Regions from separate parts of the Rattus norvegicus genome. Here region 1 is linked to region 2. The links are chromatin contacts, called in public Hi-C maps. All regions are on one chromosome and are shown on one strand. Each heading gives the region's core, a stretch centred on a gene start, on an enhancer-like site or on the middle of the called end of the contact. The rest is flanking DNA. Distances are from core to core; before and after follow the strand shown.

Region 1 (6,158 bases), core at 502-3,001, 140 kb before region 2:
TGTAAGTAAAGCTAACACCAATGACTTCACCTTTGTATCTGTTCCATCTAAAGCAGTGACGGGAAGCAACCCCTCGGTCATCCATACTTCACTGCAGGTAAAACTAAGCCTCCCTGTGTTCCCCTTTCAAAGGGACTGCACACTATGTGTGAGCATTTCTCTGGAATTATTGACCTAAATAAAACCAGATCATGGTGGCCTCTGAACTGAACCTGAACCAAATCAGTCTATCACCCAGCAAAAATCGCTGGTTCAAAGCACTCGTCAGCAACGTTAGCGTGAGGAATGAATTTCATTCAATAAAACAATCTATATTCTCTACAGCCTGTTAAACCCATGGGCTATCAGAGCGGCAAGACAGATGACGAGATGGATGAGTGAACAGATGAGAGGGTGAGTGGATGGATGAAGATACAGACATAATTTCTAGCCACACGGATAATTTAGAATATGCCCTCAAACAACCCGGGAAATGTACAGCATTATTAGAACCTCTTTTTCCTTTCTAATTCTGTTCTTCTTACGAATCTGACACCGACACTCTGGCATTTGTAAAAGTCCTGCATATGATTATATTTTGGGTTTTTCAGGAATAGTTTGTAAAATTTGGGAAACATAGCAACTGACTATTAATTTAACCTTCCTGTTTCAACATGCTGAAGGTGAAATTCTTAACTGTACTGGCCTGACCCAGAAATCCTCCAAGCATGACCATATTATCCACAGACACTCACTGCAGAGAAAGAGATAAGATCCGGGACATTTGGAAGAGATGTGTTCCCCGAGAGCTTTGGTTCCAAATGGCTGGGCAGGCAATGATATCTGAGGGCTAGATGAACTAAGGATCCCCCAACCCCCAAATTCATCTGGGCAGGCAGAGGCCAGGGATTAACTCCTGTGACCTACAAGTGATCTGCTCAAACCAAGTCACAGATCAGATTTCCTAAAGCTGTCTTCTTCTGAAAATGGCATTACCGAGGGGTAGGTGATGCCCCAGGATACAGAGGTCCAGAAAGCTGCCACTGCCGCTATGGTCCCCTTGAAAATGATCAATAGACTCTCATAAACATTCCCAGTGCCCAATGGGATCTTGAGGCCACGCTGCACATTTCCACGGGTCTAATTAATCACAGGCATGCAGCCCGCTTAGCCTCTTCAGTCCCTTTCTGTGAAGAGGAGGAAGCGAAGCTGCTTTCATCACAGAACTGTTCTGAAGACGCAGGAAGATGGTAGATGTCAGGAGCACGGCCAGCATCACAGCCTGAAGGCTACCTCTGCTTCCCAAGGAGTGGGGCAACGGCACACGCTTGGCAGTCCAATTTTTCTAGCATATTCAAAACACCTTTGTGCCCAAGTGGTCTTTTAAAAAGTAAAACACCAAACAGTTATGCAAGTCCTTTACAGGGTTATTGTGTATCGTCATGAAAACAGTGTTTGAAACCCGCAGCAGCCTTTCTGGGTTCCCGTGAGCACTTCTTTGAATCAAAGCGTCAACACGTCTCCCACAAAGCTACATGTAAACAGCAAGCTCTCGCCAGTTCATATTCTAAAGGTCAGGTGGGCAGGATTATAATTATTTTTTTTTTGCAACAGCCATTCAGATGGAGCTGAACAAAGCAGCCACATGCAGAAGCAGCAGCAGCACAGCCCCTGCCCAGGAAGGAACCAGAGGGTTTCCAAACACCACTGCCCTTCAAAGGACAGGGGAATGACTTCCAGACGACACCCTGGTAACTATACTGCCCAGCTCACAACGATGTCTAGGGACTGTAAATTCCGAACACCGTGCAAGAGCTGACACCAGGCAATCTGTCTCCATGGCAATCTCGCCGTGTTAATCGAGAATATTCCCTGCACTGCAGCGTGCTCCACAAGATGATTATGGAATAACTGATTGTAACAGAGAGGAGGGCTGCAAGCCAGCCCTGGAGGAATAATGCCCTCAATCAATCAGGGAGGAAGAGAGACCACCAAGTGAAGACTAGCAGTGCGTTTTATTTTCTCTCTGCTTTATTAAAAGCAGATTTCTTTGAGTCCAGCCCACGAGGCTTGTTTCTGCTGCCTACAGAAGAGCTTCCAACCTTGGAAAACGTCAGGTTCCCCAAGCTGAAAGGCCGCCCATCTTTAAATAAGCATTCTGGCATTTACTATTGTCAGCTGTAATTACCTCTAAGGACTAAAAAGATCTGTGTTTACACAGGAGCATTCTTTTGGAGCATACCTATAGGGCTTGCAGAACCTTCTAATTATAAAACGAAAACCCCCAGAGATCATAAATAACATTTCTGAAAAAGGGGAGGGGGGAAACTACCAATTTCAATAGATGAGGATGGCAGACTACCAAAAAAAAAAAAAAAAGAACAAAAAAACCCTCATTAGGTCTATTAGTTAAAAATTCTAAAATGGATTTAATGGATTTATTTGGATCTTTTTTTTTCTTTAGCGATGCTATTAGACTGCCAGGAAATCATTAAAATTTCACACATGAAATAGCAACAAGCTAGTAATTCTTTCCCTAAGTTGAGTCCCCGAAGCCTCTGGAGAACACAGAGAGGTAATTGCATTTTCTCAGCCACTCCAGGGCAGGGATTTGCAGGTCACTCACAGCTTCCACCAGAAACCACTGTAGATCTGGCAAACGAGGTGTTTTGTTTTAATACCAATTAAACAGGCCCAGTGGCAAACCTAATGGTAAGCAATTTGTGTATCGAAGACACTAAAAGGAGATCCTTAAGTTGCCAGATGGGCAGGAACAGCTGGCGACAAGATGTCATTACATAAATGTGAAGTTTAAAAAAAAAATCATTCCTTTATGAGACTGCTTTGCATACAAATAGCATCCTTCACCCTCGTTCCTAAAAATACTGTAAGCAGCCTCTGCACCCCCTAATCCTGTCTAAAGCAATTTTTCTAATGCACAGGCTAACCAGATCCTGTGGCCTTCTTTACATTCATGACCTTTTGAATAGGACACGTGGTTTGGTGAGCAGTCAGTATTTCTATTAGCTTAGGTGCACTCTCAAAGGGAGAAAGAACACAGCAAATTAGACCTCTTGACTGAAATGCTAACTCCTGTGAGTGTGAGCTCACGCCTGTGCAGCTAAGAGCAGATGGCAGCACCTCCCACAGACTTAATGCTGAAAGAGTAAATCTCAACAGGCATAGTGGTCCCCCTCCTGAAGTTCCAGAACTGAGCAAGCTGAGGCAGAAGGATCAAAGGTCAAAGCTAGCCTGGGCAACACAGCAAAATCCTGTCTCAAGAAACCCAAACAAAAGAAAGCATTTACTAGCACGATTTCCCCAGACAACACCAATCGAAACCTACTACACTTATTGTATACCTAGTTGTTCAACAGGAGAGACGCAGCAGACACACCAAACCCCCTTTGCCCTGCTACCCAGACACCTGCATTTTTGGTTTTTGTTCTTTCCTGACATGAACCCCCGTAAAAATTTTGGTTTAGGACCCAACAATATGGCTTAGCAGGTAAAGCTGCCTGCTGCCCAAGACTCATCACCCAAGTTCAGTCTCTGGGACAGAAGAAAAGAGTTAACTCATGAAAGTTGTCCTCTGACACTCACAAGTAAAGTGTGGCATGTACACACACACACACACACACATACACACAAACACACACACATACAAACAAACACACACTCACAAACACACACACTATCACACAAACACACACTCTCACACAAACACACACACAAACACACACACAAACACACACACACACACACACACACACGTCATTTAAAAAAATGTCAGTTTGGCAGTGATATTTAGTACACAAAGCAGCCATGAATTTGAAGGAGAGCAGGTAGGGGATATGCGGGGGCTTGAAGGGAGGAAGAGAAGGAAGAAATGATGTAACAGAATTATAATCGCAAAACTAAAAAATGTTTTTTAACTTTTAAACTTGGTTTTCTTTTTTGGTTTCATTTCTCCTTTTTCTTTTTCTTAGAAATTACATTTTTATTCACGTATCCATGCTATAATAATAATCATAATCAGCATCATATTCAGAGTTGAAACTAGAAGAAGAACAGTTTTATCTCCTCTTTTGTGACTCCTTTTGAGCCAGGGTCTCTTTGTGGCCCAGGTTACCTTTAAGTTGCAATCTTCCCACTTCTGCCTCTAGAATGCTGAGAGGATAGGAGGGAACTACGATGCTGATTTATTTTAAAATTTACACTTATACGTTTATTCAGTGTATGTCCATATACATACATATGTGTCATGGCCTATGTGTAAGGTGAAATATGATCCACAATCGGTTCTCTCCTTGCACCCCAGGGACTAGACGCAGGCTTTATTGTCATACAGCCAAAGTAGCCTGTCTTTCACAGACTAGGTCACACTTCTATCCTGGTCCTTTAAATATCCAAAATGATGTGGGAAACAAGCACCCGGCTGTTCCCACTCCAGCCTGTGTTCAGACACTCTGCATGCTGTGTCTCCTTTATATTCTTCCCATCTAGGCTGGGCAGGGTCAGTTGCTGCCACTGCTTCTCACCAGAGGACAATAACTGGTTCACTGCAGGATGAAGCCCTGGCCATGAGGTGGCTCTCCTCATCCTTCCTTAATAAAAAGGTGTGGTCAGACAGTGATGGCCCACACCTTTAGTTGCAGAACTTTGCAGGAAGAGGTAGATCTGAGTCCCAGGCCAGCCTAGTCTATACAGAGAACCCCTGAGTTGAACCAAAACAAAAACAAAAAACAAACAAGAAAAGACAGGGTGTTTCTTTCGGTCGCTGTGTGTGTGTTAAAGAGCTAGCACACTTGAGAAGCAAAGCCAAAAAGAATTATGCTTGCAGAACATATGCTCCAAGTTATGGGTGCCCACTCAATTGGGAGAACTGTCCAGTGTGCAGTGCTGAGGGGCTGCTGCCTTAGTCACTCAGAGCTACTATGACAAAGTACCACAGGATGGGGTCTCTTAGGCAACAGAGACATTTCTCCTATCTTGGAAGCTAGAAGTCGGAGGTCAGCATGGCAACACAGACATCCTGTTCTTGGATGGGGTGTGGGAGCTCTTCTGTCTTAGTGGCTTTGACTACTGGGATTAAAGGTTTGTAATACAATGACTGAATACATGACTGAACCTAAACTTAACTGTATGGGATCTTGCCCCAAGATCACTACTCCCTTAATTCAATTTAATATTTTTGAACACAGGATTCAGCTCCATTTTACTTCCTGGTACCCCTTAAAAACTTGAACCATGTATTTTGTGTCTTTCCTTTCTAAGCTTGTTATGCTTGTTCAAAATGCTCTTCATGAGACTTAACCAGAGAACAAAGTCTATGATGGGTGTTCCTGAGACTTCCTTTGTGAATGCAATTAATCTGAGTCTTTTCACATTAGCCTCAGGCAGACTCTTCAGATAAGAGCAAAAAGTAGCCACATTCTTCACCAAAATACCACAAAAACAGTCTCTATGTCACATATTGAAATGGCCCATTTAAGGCATTCCACTGCCTTCCAAATCCATAGTCTCAAAATCCACATTCTTCCAAATAAAAGTATGGTCAGGCCTATCACAGCAATACCCCAGTCCCGGGTACCAACTTCTGTCTTAGTTAGGGTTTTATTGCTATGAACCAACACCATGAGCGACCAAGGCAATTCTTATAAGGACAACATTTAATTGGAGCTGGTTTACAGATTCAGAGGTTCAGTCTACAATCATCAAGGTAGCATCCAGGTAGACATGATGCAGGCAGAGCTGAGAGTTCTACAGCTTCATCTGAAGGTTATAGTAGAAGACTGACTTTCAGGCAGCTAGGAGTATGGTCTTAAAGCCCTTGCCGGCAGTGACACACCTACTCCAACAAGGCCACACCTCCCTGGGTCAAGCATATACAAACCATCACAAGAACCCTTCTGCATCAGCTCCTGCCTCCAGGTTCCTGCCCTGTTTTGAGTTCCTGCCCTGAATTCCTTCAGTGATAAACTACAATGTGAAAGTATACACCAAATAAACCCTTTCTTCCCCAAGTTGCTTTTGGTTATGGTGTTTCATCACAGCAGTAGACATCCCAACTAGGAAACTCCCAAAGAAACCAATGCCTACTACCATCACCTCAGGATCTGTGATTTCCACACGTGTCTTGGAGGGAACCTAAACTTACAATGTGTAGTCTCAATCTC
Region 2 (7,015 bases), core at 2,983-5,482:
TCCCTAGTGCTGGGATAACAGCACATGAACGTCCACTGTTCCTGGCTAGGCCAGCTTCCTTATAAAACCCAGGACCACCGTCCAGGAATGGCCTCACCCACAATAGGCTGAGCCCTCCCCAATAAATCACTAATTAAGAATATCCCCTACTGGTCTACCTTTAGTCAGATCTTATGGAGGCATTTTCTTAACTGAGGTTCCCTCCTCTCACATGACTTTAGCTTGTGTCAAACTGACGTGAAACTTTCCATCAGAGCCTGTGACCCCAGCACTAAGGAAGCAGAGGTAGGATGACCTTAAATTTGAGGCCAACTGAGGCTACATAGTAAATCTTGTCTCAATAAGCAGACAAAAGATTCCCACAATTTAACCAAAAAAGTAAGGAACACAGCCTTTAAAACGACGTAGGACTTGAACAGCACTTTCTCCAAAGAACGCACAGAAATAGCCAACAAGCACATTAGGTATATTAAATTTCATTACTTATCAGGGAAATGCAAAATTAAACCCATAATGGTCATGATTTAAAAAAAAAAGTAAATCTTTGCAAGGGCATGGGGAAACTAGAAGTCTTGTACATCAATGGTAACAACGTATTATGGCTTGCTCATAACTAGAAAGTCAAAACAAACCCACATGTACAGAGTAGCATTATGCTAGAGGAATAAATGATCTAAAATATCCCTCAACACATTTGCTAAAAATTATATCACATATAATATATAGCCATAAAGAAGATAACTGTGCTGAGACTTGTCCCAACATACACATCTTAAGAACAGTGTGCCGGGGCTGGGGATTTAGCTCAGTGGTAGAGCGCTTGCCTAGCAAACGCAAGGCCCTGGGTTCAGTCCCCAGCTCCGAAAAAAAGAAAAAGAAAAAAAAAAACAACAAAACAGTGTGCCATGTAAAAGGTGAAGGGTACAGTAAGTAAGTAAGGAGGCATAGAGTGTCCCGTAAATGTGAAAAGAGGCTGTCTCAGTCAGGGTTCCTAGTCCTGCACAGACACCATGACCAAGAAGCAAGTTGGGGAGGAAAGGGTTTATTCAGCTTACACTTCCACATTGCTGTTCATCACAAAAGGAAGTCAGGACTGGAACTCACACAGGTCAGGAAGCAGGAGCTGATGCAGAAGCCATGGAAGGATGTTTCTTACTAGCTTGCTTCCCCTGGCTTGCTCAGTTTGCTTTCTTACAGAACGCAAGACTACCAGTCCAGGGACGGCACCACTCACAGTGGGCTGGGTGCCCCCCCCCTCGCCTTGATCACTAGTTGAGAAAATGCCTTATAGCTGTTTCTCATGGAGGCATTTTTCTCAACCGAGGCTCCTTTCTCTGTGATAACTTCAGCTTGTGTCAAGTAGACACACAAAACCAGCCAGTACAGATGCTGAATCTCTGTCATAATCAGAGAAATTAAACCTACAGAAGGAAACATGCCTTACCTCTCAGACTGACCGTGACAGTTTGTATATGCTCGGCCCAGGGAGTGGCACTATTAGAAAGTGTGACCTTGTTGGAGTAGGTGTGTCATTGTGGGTGTCTAGAAACCAGTATTCTGCTAGCAGCCTTCAGGTGAAGATGTAGAACTCTTAGCTCCCCGTGCACCATGCCTGCCTGGATGCTGCCATGTTGACGCCTTGATAATGGGTTGAACCTCTGAACCTGTAAGCCCACCTCCATGAAATGTTATCCTTATAAGAGTTGCCTTGGTCATGGTGTCTGTTCACAGCAGTAAACCCTAACTAAGACACTGACAAAGATTCCAAAGTTTGAAACAATTCTGTTGGTCATGACCTGTAGACAAAAAGATATTACTGAGGAGTGTATACACAACACCCTTACTCTGTTCAGTCCCCCCCAAACTGCAGTTGTCCTCTAACTCACAAATCCTGTCTGGGAGCTGCCACAGTCAGAGTTGTACACACTGGAACTTCACGAAGATGCAGCTGACAAACAATGGCCTGAGGTCCATTCTCACAAGGCTGTTGAGAGCCACCTCAGGGCTCAACCATTCCATTTGGCAGAAGCAGAGTTGGAGACCAAGCCTAAGGCCAGCTAGTGTCCATTGCTTTCTCTCCACTGGCTCATATTCAACACTCCCAGAGGAGCCAGGCCTCTAACAGTGCCCCAAGGCATTTAAACACAGGCCACAGTGGATAACTGCTGGATAAAATGATACACAAACACAGGAAGGAACAGGCCACGTCGGCCTGATTTCCACTGAGATCACTTCATCAAGTTTTCTTTCCTCGATGTTTCTTATCCAAGAGGACTCTCATACCGCCGTACCTCGAACTGGTGTGTAAGTTATGTGGCCCCCAGCTGACTTTGAACTCACGTTGACCTGCCTGCTTCAGTTTCCTGAGTTGGGCCATCGCATCTAGAATTTTGTAAGTATTTTTTTCAGGTCATTAGTTGGATTTCCCCCCTACCTCTTTCTAGTGAATTTGCTACTTAGAAATATATACCTAATAAAGATAAATGCAAAGAAGGCCTTCAAGTCAACAAAATTAAGCTAAGTTATTGAATATATTAAAATTTCTAGGGGCTGGGGATTTAGCTCAGTGGTAGAGCGCTTACCTAGGAAGCGCAAGGCCCTGGGTTCAGTCCCCAGCTCCGAAAAAAAAAAAGAACCAAAAAAAAAAAATTTCTAGGCTTGATTTTTGTATTTGTTTAAAAATTGCAGCTTGGCCCTGTGTGGCAGAGCGTGTCTACCACTCCTGTACGTGGGAGGCAGAGGTCTAAGAGCTGAGGCCTGAGACCAGCTTGGCCTACATAGGGAGACCCCAGATCCCAATTCAAACCCTGACAAATGAACCTAGTGACTTGGTGAGCATCTACTTAGACAGAACAATCTTTAGTATCACCCTAATAGCAAATGAGCACTTAAAAATACTGATTGCGGGGCTGGAAAGATGGCTCAGTGGTTAAGAGCAACGACTGCTCTTCCAGAGGTCTTGAGTTCAATTCCCAGCAACCACATGGTGGCTCACAACTATCTATAATGGGATCTGATGCCCTCTTCTAGTGTCTCTGAGGACAGCTGCAGTGTACTCATATAAATTTAAATAAATAAATTAATTAATTAAAAAATATACTGATTGCAAGACATTTAAGAAGAGTCTCTAACCCAGCGGTTCTCAGCCTGTGGGTCGAGACCCCTTTGCCGTTGGAACAACCCTTTACAGGGGTCACCTAGGACCATCGGAAAACACAGATATTTATATTACAGTTCTATAGCAAATTTATAGTAGCAAAATAACGTAGCAAATTATCGTTACAAAGTAGCAACAAAGATAATTTTATAGCTGGGGGGTGTGGGGGGGCACCACAACAAGAGGAACCGTATTAAAGGGTGTCAGCCTTAGGATGGTTGAGAACCACTGCTCTAACCTATACAATGTATATGATGAAGCATCTCAGTGCTATGAGTAATAGTGTCACCTGACACTTCCAGATTTTATGACTAAGAGCCGAAAGCTGCTGGAGCGATCTGTGGCACTGTCCTGTAAGTGAAGCACGTGGCCCTGGCATGGACTGGGCGCCACCCAGCTCTGATTCAGACAAGCTTCCACCTGTCTGCCACCCAGCTGAGGAGCAGATTACATCATCTGAAGAAGTTCTTTTTCAGCTAAAAAAAAAATCCTATGCCATTTATTCCCCAGGACATATGGAAAAGGGCAGAAGCTTGGAGAAAGGTTTTTTCCACTCATTTGTAAACAGAAAAACACCTCCTTCAAACAGCTAGAGCACATCGGTTTATAGACGACAGATTAGCTCAGTCCAAGCTACCTTTGGGTCACTGGTATTGAACATCAACTTCTGGAAACAAGAGTCCATATTTCACAATCAGAAGTGGCTCCGATTGCTGCAAGGAGCCTCCTTCCAAAGTAGCTGAAGTGGAAAGCTGACAGTTCACTGAACGACTGCTGACTGCTGACAAGTCACCTGAACAACGCCATGAAGAAGGGAACACAGAAGACGCCGCCACGTGTCTCACAGTGATCACTGATAAAAGGCTAACAAGCAGGATGGCCACAGGGCTGCTCTCGGGCTGCTCCTGGATTCGCTCACGTTTGAACACGAGTACTTATTCATATAAATACACACAGAAAAACCACTTCGGGACGTCGTAAGTCCTATTTTCTGCCACTTTCCACCCACGACCATCTGCCAGGCGATGACTGAGGAGTACGTAAGACAGCCACCACCTTCCAGGAAGGCCTCCCCAGGAAAAGCAAGTTCTGACGCAGGGGTCGGCCTGTTCAGCAGACACTATTTTAGTTTGGTGGCCACTGTATTTTCAGTTAAAATGACAATGGAAGGGAAGCAGGAAGTCTTCTCTGCTTACTTAATAGCACTATAGCTTCTCTTTTACTCACTTATTCAAAAAGCATCTCAATAATTAGTCCTGGGCCAGGTGCCCGAGATGCAACAGAGAACAAGTCCTACCAAGATGAGGCTCCAGGAGAGAGATAAAAGGACCATCGATCTCACAAATAAAATAGTCACACCATTCCTAACACTCATAGTAAGGACTGGGACAGAAAATAAGGTCCCATGCTCCCTGGGGAGGATGCCCAGAGGGCAAGTTCCCACTTACTCCCTATTCTAGGGGGTGGGCTTCCTCCGGGTTTCAAATGTACATCTAAGAAAAAACTTTCCTTCTCCCAAACACACTTATTTTATTCTCTACCTATAATAAATATATATGTGTGTGTTTCAGCTTCTTACTACATCTAGGACAACTCCAGAGAAGCCACCTCCCAACACGCCAACCTTCTCTCACAGACACAGAGATAAAACAAACAGCAGGGCTTCTCTGAAGAGGGGGATCTGCAAGGAGTAAACGATAAGAGACCAGAACATCAAGGAAATAAAATAGGAGAGTGGCATTTGGAGCACAGCCCTGAGTTAAAGATAAATGCGTTGAAACCTCAGGATAAAGATGTTGAAATAGACCCTAACGCAAAGTCACAAGACACAGAGAAGGTCATTCACCCTAAGGGAACAAGCCATCAGGAACACATTACAATTCTAAATTTCTGTATGCTGAACCCAGGTGCAGCAGACTTCAAGAGACAAATAAGTATTAGACATATAGTCACAGTTATAGAGAGTAACTCAATACCATATTCCCACCAATAGACCAACTCTCACGAACTGTCCTCTCAGCTCCAAACCCACACCATTGTGTGTGCAACCCGTGTATGTACACACACACACACACACACACACACACACACACACACACACACACAAATATGAAAAGAAAAATGAATGGATTTCTAGATGTATATGATATAACAAACTTAAGTCAAGATTGATGTGTTTATAAAAAGATGAAGAGGGGGGGATATGTTCTATGGAGGTGTGGTGAGGTGTGGGGGAAGGGGGTGCCTCTGAGGGCCCATGCTGAGGTGTCTCTTTCCCCTGAGGGACCAGCCATGATGACTGCATAGTAGAGAATAGAGTTTATTCAGGGCATGGGGAGGGGAGTCAAGAGGGTAGTAGAGGCAGAGAGAGAGAGAGAGTGTGTGTGTGTGTGTGTGTGTGTGTGTGTGTGTGTGTGTGTGTGTGAGAGAGAGAGAGAGAGAGAGAGAGAGAGAGAGAGAGTAGAGAAGTAGAGAAGCAGAGGCTGGCCCATGAGCATATGGAGGGAGGGGGGGAGAGAATGGAGGGGGAGTGGGGACAGGAAGGCAAGAGCAAGAGAGGAGCAAGAGAGCAAGAGAACGAGAGAGAGAGAGAGAGAGAGAGAGAGAGAGAGAGAGAGAGAGAGCAAGAGGCAAGAGAGGGAGGAGGGGGCAAGCAGACCCCTTTTATAGTGAGGCAGGCCTTTCTGGCTGTTGCCAGGTAACTGTGGGGTAGAGCTTAGACAGAATGCTAATATTCTCCTGTTTTGGTCTAATTAAAAAAGAAAAATTAGGAAGAAGCAATCGACAGTGGAGCAGGAATAGGGTCACTGTGATCTCTGACTACTTCCTGCTTGCTTTGGGGGCGCCATGTCTCTAGGGAACCTAGGAAAGTGGATATGGGGATGTTTGTCCAGTCTTAGAGTTGGCTGTTTTCTTGTTGACCAGGGTCTGTGGGCCCATCTGAGGATAGGATCCAGGAGAAGTGTCTGTGTCTGTGAGAGAAGGTTGGAACGTTTGGAGGTGGCTTCTCTGGAGCTGTCCTAGATGTAGTAAGAAGCTGAAACACACACACATATATATTTATTATAGGTAGAGAATAAAATAAAGTGTGTTTGGGAGAAGGAAAGTTTTTTTCTTAGATGTACATTTGAAACCTCGTGAGAGGTAGATCTGAGTGGGTTTCCTACGGCTTATAGGTTTATAACAAGATAACAACATGAGTTAACAACATGATCATTCTTCAAGATGAGCTTTTTGTGGAGCAGAAGGAACAAGAATTTGTGACTATGTAGTTGGATCATATAGTGGAACGTTTCACTAGAGTTAGGCAAATTTATAGGCACTTGAATGCTGGCATAGCAAGAAGAGGAATTATGAAGCATTTAATCAGTGAAAACCGAGTTTAGGAAAGGGAGTACCAGTGACATCTGGGAAAGCGTGCATCTCAACTAGTGGCTAGAAACGAGGTTAGGTAAGGAGTTAGGTCTGTTTGCTGTCAAGCTACAGTTACCTTACATGTCAATGTACTCAGGAATCTGGGGAAGAAAACTGTAATCTAGCCATATGTGTAGTTATATATCATTTAAAAAAATGACAGAGTCTACTAGCCAACAGTTCCCTGTGGTCTCTGTGGTCTCCATGGCAACCTGGGCAGAGTCAGTCTGGCTTTCAAGCCCAGAAGATGAAGAGCCTTTTCTCTGTGGAATGGATACATGTGACATGGGAAATGACTTACCTTGATTTAGATAAGGCATTTGACTCCGAAGGTATCCAGTTTTGTCCACTGTGTTTCCCGGTGCTTACCATATCACAATCCAGGCAGACTCTTGAAGCTGTGTTCATCTCTTCTGAGACCTTGTGGAGTAAACTGTTAAAGGC

What was found. Hi-C and Micro-C count contacts between places; a contact is called where the count stands out from the background.
Region 1: a Hi-C map of frontal cortex shows a contact between it and region 2, with 2.3 times the contacts expected there. The contact joins two enhancer-like sites. A contact is called at or near these places in 2 of 12 Hi-C or Micro-C datasets (frontal cortex and mammary epithelial cells).

The regions. Positions count from the first base shown.
Region 1 is chr3:54,532,009-54,538,166 of GRCr8, reverse strand. The region is part of intron 11 of Kif5c (kinesin family member 5C); the gene reads right to left. Among named protein-coding and RNA genes, the nearest start is that of Lypd6b, 73 kb to the left of the region's middle. Within about 2 kb of position 1,751, at least 10 of the 93 cell types and tissues checked have an H3K27ac peak or open chromatin away from gene starts, as enhancers often do.
Region 2 is chr3:54,389,283-54,396,297 of GRCr8, reverse strand. No RefSeq gene overlaps it. Among named protein-coding and RNA genes, the nearest start is that of Kif5c, 49 kb to the left of the region's middle. Within about 2 kb of position 4,232, at least 7 of the 93 cell types and tissues checked have an H3K27ac peak or open chromatin away from gene starts, as enhancers often do.